Linked DNA regions of Pan paniscus: region 1 is linked to region 2. A link is a contact called in public Hi-C data. All regions are on one chromosome and are shown on one strand. Each heading gives the region's core, a stretch centred on a gene start, on an enhancer-like site or on the middle of the called end of the contact. The rest is flanking DNA. Distances are from core to core; before and after follow the strand shown. Region 1 holds the start of PRKCE (protein kinase C epsilon). Region 2 overlaps PRKCE (protein kinase C epsilon).

Evidence for each region. Hi-C and Micro-C count contacts between places; a contact is called where the count stands out from the background.
Region 1: a contact with region 2 is called in a Hi-C map of fibroblasts, with 4 times the contacts expected there. The contact joins the promoter of PRKCE here to the enhancer-like site in region 2. A contact is called at or near these places in 2 of 3 Hi-C or Micro-C datasets (fibroblasts and induced pluripotent stem cells).

Annotation. Positions count from the first base shown.
Region 1 is chr12:80,749,408-80,752,107 of NHGRI_mPanPan1-v2.0_pri, reverse strand. PRKCE (protein kinase C epsilon) reads left to right here and starts at 1,345. Exons shown (of 11, transcript XM_055108017.2): 1 at 1,345-2,605. The coding sequence starts at 2,258.
Region 2 is chr12:80,465,342-80,468,041 of NHGRI_mPanPan1-v2.0_pri, reverse strand. All of the region lies in intron 2 of PRKCE (protein kinase C epsilon), which reads left to right. Among named protein-coding and RNA genes, the nearest start is that of PRKCE, 280 kb to the left of the region's middle. Within about 2 kb of position 1,286, at least 1 of the 2 cell types and tissues checked has open chromatin away from gene starts, as enhancers often do.

The DNA.
Region 1 (2,700 bases), core at 96-2,595, 280 kb before region 2:
GCCTTTTTAGGCTTTTAAGCCGCAGGCAATGATAACCTTTACCCACTGAGGAAAAAGTGATCGGGAGGCGCGTTTTAAATTTTGGTTTACACTAACCAGACCCGCCAGATGAACACTCAGCTTACCACAATACCTACAAATTCCCAGACTTGACTTGGCAGAAGGGCGAGGGCGGAGGTTTTCTTTCCCCACTTGCATAATCCCCAGCTCCCCGGCAGCGGAGCCGACCTCTTCACCGCCGCCGTCTTCGCGGGTGTCCCAGCTGGGCCGCGCCCCGGGGCCCAGCGCTCCGGCCCTGCCCTCCCGGGTTCCCAGTCTCGGACGCGGGGCAGTCCCTCGCCGGCCGCCGGCCCGGTCCCGGCTCCCAGCCGAGGAAATTTTTCCCCAGCAGCCCAGGGCTCGCCTCACGTGACCAGCCGCGGCGGTAGCTTCCAGCGAGAGTTTAAAGGTTACGGAGGAAATTAGCATGGACACAGCCACTCGCCCCCCGGAGGGCGCGCCCCATTTTCCCGCAGCCCGGACGGCGGCTGTCAGCGCGCTGATCAGTGCCGAAGTCCCCCAAAGGGGCACCGATAAGGACCAGCGCAAATAGGAACAGTCACTTTGCAAAAAATAAACAGACCACAAACCAAGCCGGGGCTCTACCGAGCTTTCACTTGTCAACAAGTTCTCGCAGCTTGCGAAGTCCAGGGCAGATCCCAAAGGGGAGAATGTCCCCAAAGAAAGGCAAGAGAGAAGAACAGAGTTTAAAACTTCACCCGAGCCATGCTTGTCCCTCCCCCTTCCCCCTCCCCCACCGCCGTGGATCACAGCGTCCCGGGACAGAGTGACAGATGGGCCAGAACTCCGCAGACTGCTCCTGCCCGCCGCGGCCGGAGTGGGGGTGGGCAAGGGAAGGGTCCCGAGGCCTCTAGGGCAACAGGGACCCCTCCACTCCCCCATCCCCGGCTCTAAAAGACAGTGTTGGCCGCAGGGTCCCCGAGAGATACGCGGCCCGGCGGGGCCCATCCATGGCCATCCATGGCCCCCGGCAAGCGCATCCAGCCCAGCGCCACCGCTCCCCGGGGTCCCCGCCCCCCGGCTGCCCCGCCCGCCGCTGCGACCCCGGGCAGCCTCGCCCGCTCTCCACCGTTCTCTCCTCGGCTCACTTTTTCCGTATTGCTCCCCCAACCGGCAAAACTTTCTATTTCCCCAAACACTGCCGTGCGCGCGCGCGCGTGCACACACACTCACACACACACACTCACACACACTGACGTCTTTTGCGCATTTCCTGCATTAGAGGGAGGGAGACTCGCTCGCACACCGACAGAGGGAGAGGAGACCGCGGGGGAGCGCGGGCTGGCGGGCGGCGAGCGAGCGGCAGCCGAGAGCCGGGACGCGGGGAGCGCGGAGGGCGGGCGCCGGCGCCCAGGAGGTGGGGCCGCGCTGAGTCGCAGTCCCTGCCCCGCCGCCGCGCTGCGCACCGCCCGGTGCTGGCCTGCGCCCCCGAGCCGGATCGGCGGCCGCCCGGACTCCGAGCCCGCGCGGATGTGAGATTCCGGGCTCCTGGCGCCTCCCGATCGCCGGCTCCGGCGCGGCGCTGCTTCGCCCAGGAGGCGGCGGCCCCGGCTGGCCGTGGGGCTTGTGGATTTTTAAAAATTTGGCTCCGAGGAGGACCATTTCCTCTCGACATGCATCCCTCCGGATAGACTGAACATCCCTCCGTTCACCCCCCCGCCCCGCGCGGTCAGAGGCAGGCGCTGAGTGTGCGAAGAGGATCCGGGTTGAAATCTGCGCCCCCGGTTCTCGTCCCCGCCCCGTCCCACCGCCCCATCCCCCTCCCGGAGTCGAAATTTCCCGGGATTATGTTTCGGAAAGGTAGGTAAGCGCCGGGCGCGGCGCCCGCTTTCCCGCAGCCCGGAGCCGGAGAGCCAGCGAGGCGGCGAGGCAGCCCCCGCGGCTTGCAGCGGAGCCGACAGCTCGTCTTCTCTTCTGGAGGTGCAGCTGGTGGTCGGGGGGAGAGACTTGCTCCAAACACGGACATCCCCCAGCTCTCCCCCCTCCCTGTTTTCCGTTAGGAACCCGGCGAGGAAATACATGCACTGGCTGAGAATCGCCCGCGCCAGGGCGCAACGCCACAAGGTGTAGGGAGTGTGCGGGGTGGGGCGAAAGGGGACCCAAGAGTCCCTGTGGCTCGGAGTGCCGGGCCGTCGGTTCTTCATTCCTGCCCTCGGGGCAGACGGAGTGACCCCGGCCCCCACTCCCCGCCCCGACCATGGTAGTGTTCAATGGCCTTCTTAAGATCAAAATCTGCGAGGCCGTGAGCTTGAAGCCCACAGCCTGGTCGCTGCGCCATGCGGTGGGACCCCGGCCGCAGACTTTCCTTCTCGACCCCTACATTGCCCTCAATGTGGACGACTCGCGCATCGGCCAAACGGCCACCAAGCAGAAGACCAACAGCCCGGCCTGGCACGACGAGTTCGTCACCGATGTGTGCAACGGGCGCAAGATCGAGCTGGCTGTCTTTCACGATGCCCCCATAGGCTACGACGACTTCGTGGCCAACTGCACCATCCAGTTTGAGGAGCTGCTGCAGAACGGGAGCCGCCACTTCGAGGACTGGGTGAGTGTGGCGCCTCCCCGTCGTTCCGGGAACCCGGTTGTGGGGTCCCGGGGAAAGACTCGCTGGTCTTGATCGTAGGGCTCCGGGACTTATTG
Region 2 (2,700 bases), core at 37-2,536:
ATTTGTTTTTCAGTATTTTCAGTTTGAATATTGTTAGTTAAAATACTTAAAGTACATACATCTTTTCTTTGCATGATTCTCTGCTTTACTGACTTTTTATTAAACAAACATTCTTCCATTCACCAAAGATAAGTGGGGCAGAAGAAAATAAACCCCCTCCTCTCAGAGCCGGCCTCAAGCTAAGAACTTTTGAAGTACTGTTTTAGCTAAAAAATATTAATACTTTAAAATTTGCATACTATACCATATTTATAAACAAAAGTGTTTTTCTTTTCCAAGGTCTTCATATAAAATTGCAGCTTAGGGTTGGGCACGGTGGCTCACGCCTATAATCCCAGCACTTTGGGAGGCCAAGGCAGGTGGATCACTTGAGGCCAGGAGTTCCAGACTAGCCTGTCCATCATGGTGAAACCCCATCTCTACTAAAAATACAAAAATCAGCTGGGCGTGGTGACGTGCTTGTAATCCCAGCTATTCAGGATGCTGAGGCAGAAGAATTGCTTGAACCCAGGAGGCAGAGGTTGCAGTGAGCCAAGATCATGCCACCACACTCCAGCCCACACGACAAAGTGAGACTGTCTCAAAAAAAAAAAAAAAAAATCGCAGCTTAGCTGAATTCTTGATAGAAGGTGGTGACTTAGATGCCTTCTCTTCTGGTTTGTCTGCTGTGTCTGTGTGCACCTGGACCCATTGTGCTCTGGAAAGCAGGCACACTGGAGTCCTGGAGTGCAGGCTGGCTGGCGCCTTGCAGTGCCTGCTGATGGCTGGGGTTTGGTCCCTGGTCTGTCCCCTGGGGTTCCCATGTCTATTGGTGAGGCGGCAGTGTATGCTCATAGGACACCCTCTGTCAAGAGGCTCTGTCGGGAGCCAGCCTGCTGCCCTGCCTTTGAGGCTGATCCTTCACCCTAGGAGGGCAGGCACTGAGGGCCAGCACTCTGGTCACGCCAAGGATGCTATGGCGACCCACTGAAGAATGAGCTATTACCCTGCCCACCCCTGCCTGCTGTGCCCCCAAGCACCCCTTGGGGGTTACTCACTTGCCTTCCTGGTATCAGGTTAAGAGGTTATTAGACCTTCCATTTATTCACTCAATTCTTTTCCCTGCTCTCCTGAGTAATAGCTCAGGAACCCGTGTCCCAGCCATGCTGGGAACATGCTTAGAAAGTAAGGGGAAACCTTTGGGCCAGCACCCACGTGGTTTTGAATCACTCAAGGACAATCTGCCTGAGTCACTGGCCTGGTGGCCGTGGGCCAAGCAAGGAGTCATCCAGTAGCGCCTCTGCCCTCACTGTGCTCCTCCTCCAGGTTTCTGTACCGAAAGGAAGCCAGCGGGAGGCCCGGCATCCAAAACATTGACTAGTGTGCCCCCGTGTGGCTCTGGTGGAAGGGTTCAGAAAATGCAGCCAGGTTTTCCTAACCTTACCCACCAAGGCCAGAGGATGCCCTAAGGACAGCCTGCAGCCCCTGCACCCCTCTTTTTGCATAATCTTTGATTTTTCTTGTTATTATTTCTTAACAGTTAAGCACCTTAAGGCCTCATTTAACTTGAGTTAAAGAAGTGTGATTTTGGAGACCCAAAGATTTTCCACTGGTGTAGGGAATGTCTCCTCCCGGCTCTGAGAGACTTCCTCCAATCCACAACCTACTGCAGGTATGTGTTCTTATTAAAAGGGGCAGGGACAAAAGCTCTGCCTGTCCCTCTTGTACTTTCAGGCTATAATCAATCAGCAGGCACACCTGTTCAGACTGTGACATTGAATTTCCAGGATCAGGACCAGAGCCTGGTACAGACACAAGCCTTCCAGTACTTGTATTTTAAGTTCCATAGATGCTTGGACCTTTTGTGGGCTCCTGGGACAGTGATCATGAAAGAAGAGTGCTCCCAGGGGATGAGCAAGATGATCCCCTTTGGCTGGGAAGAAAAGATTCCATGTCCATCTGGTTTTTTTTACTCCTCTAAAAATGTTCCCTTTATAGTTTTATAATTGTACTTAAATAAAAATAATTGCACTTAAATAAAAAAAAAAATTGGGGAGATTATAGCAGAAGCTGTTGGTGTCCCGGCCATAGCTGTGTCCCTTGGTCTGCCACAGAGGTCACTCCCAGAATACACTTAGGATTCCCTGTGTCTCCTTCTGAGGGTGACCTGAGCCACGATGTTATGGGATGGAGGCTAACACCTGGTAGGCCCCACATTTTTGACAATTTGGTTTTAAGAAAACTCATAGGTATGGCCACGCGTGGTGGCTCACGCCTGTAATCGCAGCACTTTGGGAGGCTGAGGCGCGCGGATCACGAGGTCAGGAGATCAAGACCATCCCGGCTAATACGGTGAAACCCCATCTCCACTAAAAATACAAAAAAAATTAGCCAGGCCTGGTGGCGGGCGCCTGTAGTCCCAGCTACTCGGGAGGCTGAGGCAGGAGAATGATGTGAACCCAGGAGGTGGAGCTTGTAGTGAGCCGAGATCGCACCACTGCACTCCAGCCTGGGTGACAAAGTGAGACTCCGTCTCAAAGAAAAAAAAAAAAAGAAAACTTGTAGGTATATATCATCGTTCCAACAAAAGCTGCCATTATCGAACGCCTACTGTGTACCTGGTACTTGATAATGATTACATTCTGTCACTCCAACTCTGGAAGGTAGATATTATCCTCCCCCACCCCACTTTTCTTTAAAGAGGTGAGGAAACTGAGGCTC